2 separate regions of the Sus scrofa genome follow, and region 1 is linked to region 2. The links are chromatin contacts, called in public HiChIP or PLAC-seq maps. All regions are on one chromosome and are shown on one strand. Each heading gives the region's core, a stretch centred on a gene start, on an enhancer-like site or on the middle of the called end of the contact. The rest is flanking DNA. Distances are from core to core; before and after follow the strand shown.

Region 1 (5,428 bases), core at 2,465-4,964, 120 kb before region 2:
GACTAAGTACCAAATCCCGGTCTTTCTGACTCTAGCGCCCCCTCGGTGTTTTTGGCCGTGCCTGGCTCTCCCAACCAGCAGGTAAACCACCTGCGGCCTCTTACTGGCTGGGTTACCTCGGGAAAGTAACTTAACCTCTCTGAACACCCCCAAGGTCAGAGGCTTTGCTTTCGGGGGAGAAAGTGATATGCAAACGAGACGCAAATAAAATGCAAAGCCACAGGCGCCGGCGCAGTTCCTTCCCGGAGACTGGGGCTTTCTAATGGGGAGGGCGCGCCCCCGGGACCGGCAAAACCCAGCGCCCCGCCCGCTAACAGAAGCGAAACCTCAACACTCTTCAGCCTCCCCCGCTCAGTTCCGGGAACCAGCGAGCAAGGCTTCGTGGAAACGCGCTCCGCGGCAGCCGCCTCGGATCCCGGGACCGCCCCGACCACAACCCCCAGTCCCGGGCAGGGAGGTGCGGGGGCCGGCGCGGTCGGGCCCGAGCAGCAGCGCGATGCGCGCTTCCGCCCAGCTCCGCTCCGGCGGCGGCCGCGGCGGCCCCACAATCCCCTTCTGGCTCCGGGGACGGGCGGGGCGGGGCGGGGCGGGGCGGGCCGAGCGGGCGGAAATAATTTTCTGTTTGGTCCTCTCTGCCCCAGTCCCTTAGCCGCGGGACGCGCGAGGCCGGTGTGCGTGCCAGAGGCGGGAAGCAGGAGCGGGAACGCGCTGCCCTGGCACGTTTAGCGGGGCGGAGAGGGGACGAGCAGGGACTGAGCACCTACTGTGTGCCCTAGCGGTTTACAAAAGGATTTTCGTTAGATCTTCGCCGCAGCCCCATCAGAGGGAGTTAATGCCCCATTTAAGAGGGGCAAGCTGGGCTTCTGAGAGGTGAAGTCACTCGCCGAAAACTGCACAGCCAGGATCAGTCTGACAGCCCAGATCTGTACTCCGTTATTCCAAGGAGAGCGCGATGAACTTGAACCACTTGTTGGCGGGGTCCTGCTCTTGGCTGTTTTCCGTGGATCGGCACATAGTAGGCGCTCAGGAAGATGTTAGAAGATGTAGAAGGAGCTTGACAGCTCAGCCCTGGGAGTACCCGCTGCGACTCCATCCCAGCCCGCAGGGCACCAGTTTTCCCAAGACCTCGGAAGGGAACATTTGCGAAGGGCGGACATCCCAATTCGACACAGGCATTTAGCGAACACATGGTGGCGGAGCCCTAGCCCTAGCCGAGTACACACTGGGTTCAATTCCGCTCTGCCGTGTTCAGACCGTGTGACTTTGGGCAAGTCACTTCATTTGCCAGAACCTCAGTTGCTCCATCTATAAAATGGGGATATTAACATCCACCCCAAAGATGTGGCTTAAACGAAACGCGGTGGCTTAATGTGGGTGGATTAAACGAAACAGCGTTCCTGATACACTTACTAAACGCCCAAGTATCGCCGCTCGTTCATCCCACAAGCGAGGGCAGTGCACCCGAACGCGATGAGGACCTGGACAAAGGCTCCTCGGTCCCAGTCTCCATGTCACCCACCCCTGGGTGTAGGGACCGACGGGTCTTCGAATGACCCTCGTCCAGCGAAACCTGAAACTGCAGTCGGTCACCTCGGCCAAGGTCGGTCCCGAAAGCGAGTATTCAAATACTCCGAAAGTGGCACGTGGCTAGAGCTGACATTTCTGCGTTTAACTTCCTTGATGTTTTACTCTTGTCAGCAAAGATAATTCGTTAGAAACTCCTAAATAAGACTTCTCGTCTGCGTCTTAACTTTTCGTATGAGCGAAGTTCACAAGACAGACCAAGATAGCGGCGCGTGGCAGCCCTCCCGGGGATCCCGGACCTCGGGCCGGCCCCTAACAATCCCCTAGTTCTCGTCCCCCACCCCCAGGCACGGAAGCCGCAGAAACAGACCTCCCCAACCCCGCCCGTTTAGACAGAGACTCTTCGTCCTGGCAGCCCTCCGGATTCCCGTGTCCCGGCAGGAGCATGGAGAGATGGGAGCTGCAGCCCAGAACTCAGCTTCCCCTACCTCCCCAAACCCCAGCCTTGCGGGGATTAAGGGAGTAAATCCCTGACGCCACAGACCAGGTCAAGGACAAGTTCTCCCCCGCCCTACTCCCTCCTCCTGGGCGGGGATTCACCCCCCCTTTCCCGGATGAAAGGTACTAAATAGACGCGAAGGGAGGGGTAGTGGCGGGCCCCAGCCCCTTGATGTTCCGGTTGAACAGGTGCTGGTGAAAAGGAGGCGGTCCCGGCGGAAGAGTCGGCCAGGGGGGCCTGTGCCGAAGGGGGGACGGCCTCCTCCACCCTCAGTTCCCCCTGCCGGTTTTCCCCACTCCTCTCCGTCTGCCCCTCCCCCGCAGGAAGCGTTCCCGGCCCCGACGTCTTTGAAGTGGCGCTGAAGCCCCCAGGGCTGCCTTCTCCCCTCCGCCGCCCCATCTCACGCTGCGGGAGTGTGACCTTTGGTCCCTGCGGGCGTCCACCCCCCGCTTTAGGAAGTGTGGGGTGGGGTCAGATTTCGTCCCCCTTTCCCACAACGATCTTGGGGATGAAACCTTCGGGCTGAAGCCCCCTCACTTTTTACCCAGACCCAACTTCAGAGACTTTAATTCTTTGGGGGTGTTGTGTGTGAGTTTAAGTGGTGTGTTTGTGTGCGTGCATCGAGGTCAGGTGTAAATGTGTTATTTGTGAGCACTTCCGCGGTAGCGGCTCTCTAACTCGCGTGGGTCTCTAAGCGCGCCTGAAGGCTGGACATGCGGTTTGTGCCCCTCTGGGAGGGGAGGGGAGTGTGGCTGGATGAGGCTTAGAGTGAGTCTGTGTGTCTGCGGGTGCCTCGGTGTGGCTCTGAGGGGTCCGAGTCCCTGTGCCTGCGCGTACGCCTGTGAGCTGGACCGGAAGCTCCCCGAGGGCAGGAATACCCATTAGTTCACGGCTCTATCCCAACGACTGCACACATAGTAAGCACTCAATAAATATTTGTTGAATGAACAAATGTCCGCGTGTAAGAGTGTCTACCCTCCAGGCAGGCCTTGGAGGAAGGAGCCCACGAGCGGTCAGCCGAAAAGCCCCCCGAACACCGAGGGGTGAGCGCCCCACGTCGCTCCCGCTGCTTCGAGCGCCCCTTGCCCTGATCTCCACCTCCAAGTTTCCTTGGGGTTGAAGAACAGTGGTAGAGACGAAGACCTGGGCGGAAGGGGCTGGCGAACCCGAGACCCGGGACTGAGACCGAAGGGCAAGCAGATGGAGGGCTCAGGAGCGCCAACCGAGAGCCACAGAAAGCAAAAGAAAGAGGGAAAATGAGCGCGGAGCGAGCGAACGAAAAGCTCCCTACCAAGCCAGGCTTTGTTCCCTGAACCTAAGACTTTACCCGGCGGCGGGCGGCGGGCGGCGGGCGGGCCGGGAGCGAGCGAGCGGAGGCGCGCGGCCATGGCTGCCGCGGCCGGGCAGGGGGGCCGGGGGGGCGGCGCGTGAGCGGGCGGCGCGGGCGGGCGGGCGCCCGCGATGTGCCACTCGGCGCCTCCCCCGCCGGGCCCGGGCTGTGCGGCGGTCGGCCGGCCCTGGTAGCTGGGCGCGCGGCGCGGAGGGGGCGAGCCCCGCGCGCGGATCTCATTGTTGGGGGGGGGGCCCGTCGGGGCATGAGGGCGAGAGCACGGCGGGGGGGCGGCCAGACAGAGCGAGCGAGGAGGAGGAGGAGGAGGACGCCGAGGAGGAGGAAGGAGGAGGCGAAGAAAAGAAGCGGCGGCGGCGGCGGCGGCGGCGGAGGAGGAGGGAGCGAGGAGGCGCGCGGCCCCCCGCTCCCTCCCTCCCCCCCTGACCCCCGACCCCCGCCGGCCGGCCCCCAGCCCCAGCCCCGGAGGGAGCTCATGGGAGTATGAAGGAGATGGTAGGAGGCTGCTGCGTATGTTCGGACGAGAGGGGCTGGGCCGAGAACCCGCTGGTCTACTGTGATGGGCACGCGTGCAGCGTGGCTGTCCACCAAGGTACGGGGGTGGCCCGCGGGGGGCGGCGGGACCCCGGGGGCGGCGTGCGCAGGGCGCCCCGGGCCGCGCCCTCCGGAGACCTCCCGAGGCTCGGGCGCCCCTCCCCCACCCCACCTGAAGAGAAGGGAGGCGTCGGGGGGCTGCCCCCGCCCGGTCCTGGAGGACCGGGTCAGGCATTGTTTTCTTGCCTATTGTTCCAGTCCCGCGCCCCCCACCCCAAGTTGAGGGAGTTTGGGGACAGTCTAGGGGGCCAAGGAGTGCACTCTCCACTCCCCACACTGCCAGTGGCGGGGCTGCTAGGAGAATGTTTACCTGCGAGGTGTCCCCTCCCGCCCGGTTATTTTGGTCCCGGCTCTCAGAGGGAGAGGTCAAGGGGGGGTCATCCCCCCCTCCCGCTTCCGGATACTGGGAGGAGCGGAATTGGGAAGGGAGGAGATAGAGTCCCAGGGGAGAGGGGACTCCTAAAATCCTCCGGGGAAGAGCCGAGGATAGGAGAGAGGTTGCGCCGGGGGCCGGGAATGGAGAAGAGGGAGGTTTGGAGTTTCCCCCAGCAGCACATGGTTCGAGAGTTAACTCCTTGAGGAATCTTGCCGAGGGCGCAGGCTGGCATCTCCTGCCTGTCTGGCACAGCCAGCTGTCCCCCACCACCACCCCCCCTTCCTGGGACAGCCCTTAATCCTGTAGCTATGGGCTCTTCCCGCCACTCTCCTCTTGGTTACCTGCACTGCACCTGCCCTCGGCCTTGACTTTTGACCTGTACCTATTATAGTTAGAGACAGAAGATGAAGTCTCTAGACCCCTGACTTCCCCGCCTCTTCCATTACTGGCCCTTTAAGAAGTGCCCCCCCCTCCCATAACAACAAAACGTGTTTGACTTAAATGTGGTTCCTCCGATTTTCTCTATTCCTGATGATGAGGATCGGTCCTGGAAGGAGCTGGGAAACAGAAAGCTGGGTACAGAAAGGGCATGGGCGGAGGATCTTCTAGAAGTTTAAGGTCAAGGACTCAGACTTCCCACTCCTGCTTGGAGTACTTGCTTGTGTGGCTGTAAGCTGGCCGCGGGCTCTTGGGCATTCCTTGTGATCTTGCTGTCAAGTGTGGAACCTCTGGGCAGGGGAGCAGCCCCTACCCCTGCTGGAACTGGCTCTAGTGCTTTAGAACCACCCGTTCCCCCAGTTACTCTGGGAAAAACCGCTGCTGACAGATGTGCTCCGTGGTTCTCCTCCCTCATCCCCAGCTTGCTATGGCATCGTCCAGGTGCCAACAGGACCCTGGTTCTGCCGGAAATGTGAATCTCAGGAGCGAGCAGCCCGGGTGGTGAGTTTGAGACTCCCCTCTCCCCACCCCGGGCACCCGGGCAGCCCCTCCCTCCCCGTTAAGCTAGGGGACTCTGAGGCTGAGGCTGGGGTGGAACTGTCACAGAGGGCTTCCTGTTTTCTGCACACCTATCACCAGCCCCATCTCT
Region 2 (5,277 bases), core at 625-3,124:
AAGAACAAAGGAATAGTAAGAGCTGAGGAACACACCATGAACCTGGGTATTCTAAAAGGATAAGCTTTTGCTTTCATAGGTATGTGAGGTGGTCTGTAACTCTCTGCTGAACTTGCTGGGGAAATACCAAGGTAAATATGTGGAACCCCCAGCTTAAGATGGAAGCCAACTGAGAACTGAAGTACGGGAGTGATAGGATTTACATTTTAAGGAGTTCCTATCATGGCACAGCAGAAACGAATCCAACTAGGAACCATGAGGTTGCGAGATTGATCCCTGGCCTTGGCCAACGGGTTAACAATCTGCGGTGGCTGTTAGTTGTGGTGTAGGTCGCAGACGCAGATCAGATCCTGTCTGATTCTGGCATAGGTTGGCAGCTGCAGCTCCAATTCGACTCCTAGTCTGGGAACCTCCATATGCCAGGGTGTGGCCCTAAAAAGCAAAAAAAAAAAAAAAAAAAAAAAAAATTTAAAGATAGGCTTTGGCTTCAGTGTAGCAAACAAATTTAAGCAGTAAGGGAGGAAGCTAAGATTAGAGAATGATGTCTAAAGACAGCAGGAACAGAATTTAAATTGCAGGTATTTATCTTACAATGTCTTTCAAAGGAAATCAAGCATTAAGAGGCCCTGAGAGGTTAAAAAACAAAACAAAACAAAACACACACCAAACTATTGCTTCATTCTCCAATAAAGGGAGAAGTGGTTCAACGGTCCAGAAACCATAAGGAAGATTTGGTCTGTCTACTCACCCTTCTTTCTGAGCTCTGGTTTCCCTTTCTTGACTGTGGCCATCACCATGTCACCCACACCAGCAGCAGGAAGTCTATTCAATCGTCCCTTGATCCCCTTCACAGAAATGATATAGAGGTTTTTGGCTCCTACGAAAGGATGTAAACAAAAATGGTCTTTTTGAAGGGCCGATTAGGCAGTCCTGCATTTCCGACACTTCCAAGGCCTCTCTCTCCACTCACACCCCCAAGCGGTTCCACTCCCCCACCAGGTGAAATAGTTTGTCACACCACCGATTGAAGCAAAACAGCACAACTTGCTGCCGCTTCACCCAAAAGTGGTGTTTTTACTGTGCCCTTTCTTGGCGGCTCAGAAGGTCACGAGCAAAAGGCCCTCTGAGTGCTTTTAGAAAGGGGAATTTGGCAGGGTTGCAGCTTAAGATCTCACCCGTGTTATCAGCACAGTTGATCACTGCTCCAACCGGAAGACCCAAGGAAATCCGGAACTTAGCACCAGAGGACCCACCACGTCCTGTTAGTAGGGCGACAGAAGAGAGATCACTGTCCAGTCATGGTTCGGAGTTCCCTTCGCATTCTCAAGCTATGAATTCATTCGCATGTGTTTTGGGAAACGGTACACTATAGATTCGATTTCTCTAGGATTCCACTTACCCCCTCTCCAATGCCACTCAGTTCTCAGGGCAAATATCCAATTCCTCCCTCCTACAACCTCACATTGAGATTAGGGGGCCTGGACGACACAATTCCCGATCCAACTTTTGTACCACGCAGTTCTTCCTCCAAGGCGGGAGACCGCACACAAGTCGCCCGCTCTGCGGCTTAAGCTAGCCTGACTCCAACACCATTACTGCAGTGCTAGGCGCAGGGCAACCTCCCGGGGGATTCACGACTAGAATCACGACTGGATCCTGCCAACTCAATCCTCCAGGCCCCTCCGCCATTTCGGGGACTGTCCTGGTGCCCATCCACTCCCTCTCCGCCCCAAAGGAAAGCAGAGTGCCCCAGCTGCCCGTCGCCGCAGCTCCGGGTGAGGCCAGCAGCCACTTCGCGACAGATGGCGAAGGATCTCCCCAAGCCAAAGCCTCACCTCGCTTCGACATCTTGATGGCCCGACAAGGACGAAAAGGAAGTAAGAACAAAGGACCTTGGGATATGAAGCCGACGCCCCGCCCATTCAGGTCACGTGATCCAGAGTTGCCGTGTCCGCCCCTTCCCCGGGGCGTTCTCTTATTACGTCATAAATCGTGGACGTTGCCGTCTCTCGCTTCGAAGTGGGCAGTGGAATCTTTGAAGGCTACAGAAGAGAAAGAGTGCTTGAGTACCTACTGTACGAGTTGGAAAGTAGTTGTTGGGGACACAGAAACATTGGTTTAATTTATCGGACAACCTCTTCTGAGCACTAAGTGTGTACCAGGGATTTCGATGGACGCTAGAGGTTCAGAAATGATTAAAACATCCGTGCTGTATAAGGGCCCCCAAAAAACATGTGGCGGGGGGGGCGGAGTGAGAAAGAGCTCGAAATAGTTTCATTAGGATGTGATATAACTGAGAAGTGCCATTCCAGCGCTACAGATAATTCCTTATATGTGTGCTTGGTCCCACATTCATCTATATTTTAGAGTCTTGTTTTACTCATTACTCTTTTCATTGTTTGTCTTTCCCATTCTTCAAAGGAGCTCTGTTGATATAGTCATTCAAATATTTATTGAATGACTATTTTATGCCAGATACTGTCTTGGACATACACTAGACTACGTCAAAGGAAACAGATCTCTCTCTCTCTCTCTCTCTCTCTCTCTCTATATATATATATATATATATTTTTTTTTTTTTTTTTTTCTTTTTGCCTTTTCCAGGGCTGCTCCCATGGCACATGGAGGCTCCCAGGCCAGGGGTCCAATCAAAGATGTTGCCGCTGGCCTACGCCAGAGCTACAGCAACGCGGGATCTGAGCCGCGTCTGCAACCCACACCACAACTCACGGCAATGCCGGATCTTCAACCCACTGAGCAAGGCCCGAAACCTCATGGTTCCTAGTCCGATTCACCAACCACTGCGCCAAAATGGGAACTCCCAGATCAATATTCTTGACCTTAGGAAGCTTACATTCTGCCAGGGTGGCAGTGAAAGTGGATATTAGATACTAAATCATAGATGTAATAATTGCACTATATAGTATGTTAGATGGTTTAAGTATTATGAAAATAAAAGTAGAAAAGGGGGATCTGGGAGTGGGAGGAGGGGCAGACTGCAATTCAAAATCAGTGGGGGCTTCATGGAAGAAGTGTGACCTTAGTGCAAAGGTTTTAAGCTGAGGGACAATATGATTGTCTAGAGAAGAGCAATCCAGATAGAGTCATCAGCCAATGAAAGGCCCTAAGGCAGAAATGTGCCTGAGCGATATGAGGACCAGCAAGGAACCTAGGAGTGACTGGACAGAGTAAATGAAGGGAAAAGTAGTAGGACAGAAGGTCAGAAGTAATGGAACTTTAGGTCATTGTACACCGCTATTGACTTTGATATGTACAGACTGAAATGGGAAACGGTTAACTCATAAGCATTGAAGGGACATGATCTGAAAATATGTCAGAAGGATCACTCTACTTGAGACTAGAGAGAGCACAAAGATACAAGTAAGGAGGTCTATTGGGAGGCTCTTGCAATAACCCAGGAGAGAAAAACGGTGGTGGTTTGGACTTAACGTGCTAGCAGTATAAGTAATATGATGTGATCAGATTCCAGATGTGTTTCAGAGGTAAAGCCAACAAAGTGTGGGGGTGTTAAAGAACGAGAAGAATAAAAAATGAGGAATTTCCGTCTAGTGGAAATGAATCTGACTAGCATCTAAGAGGATACAGGTTTGCTCCCTGGCCTTGCTCAGTGGGTTAATGATCTGGCATTGCTGTGAGCTGTGGTGTAGGTCACAGATGCAGTTTGGATTCAGCAGTGCTGTGGCTGTGGCGCAGGCCATCAGCTACAGCTCCAACTTGACCCCTAGTCTGGGAATCTCCATTCCGTTTGCCTCGGGTACGGCCCTAAAAAGACAATAAATAAATAAATAAATAATAAAAATAAAAATGTTTCCAAGGCTTTGGGTCTGAGCAAGTGGAAGATGGCATTGCCATCAACTGAGCTGGAGAAAGCTATGGGAGGACTAGGTTTGGGGGTATAAGTAGGGGTTCAATTTTGTACATTTTGAGTTAGAAATATAAATAGCAAGTTGGGGAATTCCCTCCTGGCACAGTGGTTAAGGATCCAGGGTTGTCACTGCAGCGGCTCAGGTCATTACTGTGGTGAGGGTTCTATCCCTGGTCTAGGAACTTTCACATGCCCCAGCATGGCCAACGACAACAAAATAGCAAGTTGGACATATTAGCCTGGGGTTCCAGAAAGGGAGATATAAATTTGGATGTTGTCAGCATATATTTAAAGCCATGATAGTGAAAGAGATCACAAAAAAGTAAGTGTAAACAAAAAAGACCATGGGGAGTTCCCTGGTGGTGCAGCAGCTTAAGTATCTAGCGTTACCAGTGCTGTGGTTCATGTCGCTCCTTTGGTGAGGATTCAATCCCTGGCTGGAACTTCTGTAAACCACAGGTCCGGGGCGGGGGGGGCGGTTTCCTACTGTGGCTCATTGGTAATGAACCTGACTACTCTCCATAGGAAGCCGGTTGAATCCCTGACCTTGCTCCTTGGGTTAATGATCTAGTGTTGCCATGAGCTGTAGTGTAAGTCACAGACATGGCTCGGATCCTGCATTGCTATGACCATGGCATATGCCATAGGCCAGCAGCTACAGCTCCCATTCAACCCCTAGCCTGGGAACTTCCATATGCTGCAGGAGTGGCCCTAAAAAGACAAAAAAAAAAAAAAAAAAAAATACAGACTAAGCTCTAGGGCACCTCAGTATTAAGAAATCTATAAATCTATGCATTTATAAGTCTTATCACTCATAAATCCTTCACTTGATCCTGCCAATTTCTCTAGCTTCCAGTTTTTCTCCTTTACTTCTCAGCCAAATTCCGTTTGTTCTTGAATGTATGATTTCCTTTTTTTCTTTTTCTTTTTTTTTTAGGGCCCAACCTGTGGCATATGAATTTCCCAGCCTGGGGGTCGAATTGGAACTATGGCTACCAGCCTACACCTCAGCCACGCAACTCGGAATCCGAGCTGCATCTGCAACCTATACTACATACAGCTCACAGCAATGATGGATCCCCGACCCACTGATCGAGGGCAGGGATCGAACCCACATCCTCATGGATATTAGTTGGATTCATTTCCACTGCACCACAACGGGAACTCCCTCCTTTTTTTTTTTTTTTTGGCTGCACGTTTGGTATTCGGAAGTTCTTAGGCCAGGGATAGAACCTGAGCCACAACCGTGATAACAGCCAGGTCCCTAATCTGCTGAGCTACCCAGGGTACTCCTACTTCAATTCTTACGTTTGATGACTTATGTTTTCTTCAATTCAATATGTTTGATGACTATTTGTTGAATGACCACCATCCCAACTAGTCTATATGGG

Evidence for each region. HiChIP or PLAC-seq counts read pairs in DNA pulled down with a chosen protein or histone mark.
Region 1: an H3K27ac HiChIP or PLAC-seq map of alveolar macrophages shows a contact between it and region 2. The contact joins the promoter of MLLT6 here to the promoter of RPL23 in region 2. A contact is called at or near these places in 2 of 5 promoter capture datasets (fetal liver and fetal skeletal muscle) and 2 of 2 datasets of contacts at active chromatin or transcription factors (alveolar macrophages and skeletal muscle).

What each region holds. Positions count from the first base shown.
Region 1 is chr12:23,403,139-23,408,566 of Sscrofa11.1, reverse strand. It overlaps MLLT6 (protein AF-17), which reads left to right and starts at 3,714. Exons shown (of 21, transcript XM_021067068.1): 1 at 3,714-3,963; 2 at 5,201-5,280. The coding sequence starts at 3,855.
Region 2 is chr12:23,276,562-23,281,838 of Sscrofa11.1, reverse strand. RPL23 (ribosomal protein L23) reads right to left here and starts at 1,874. Exons shown (of 5, transcript NM_001129955.1): 1 at 1,836-1,874; 2 at 1,176-1,259; 3 at 749-877. The coding sequence starts at 1,848.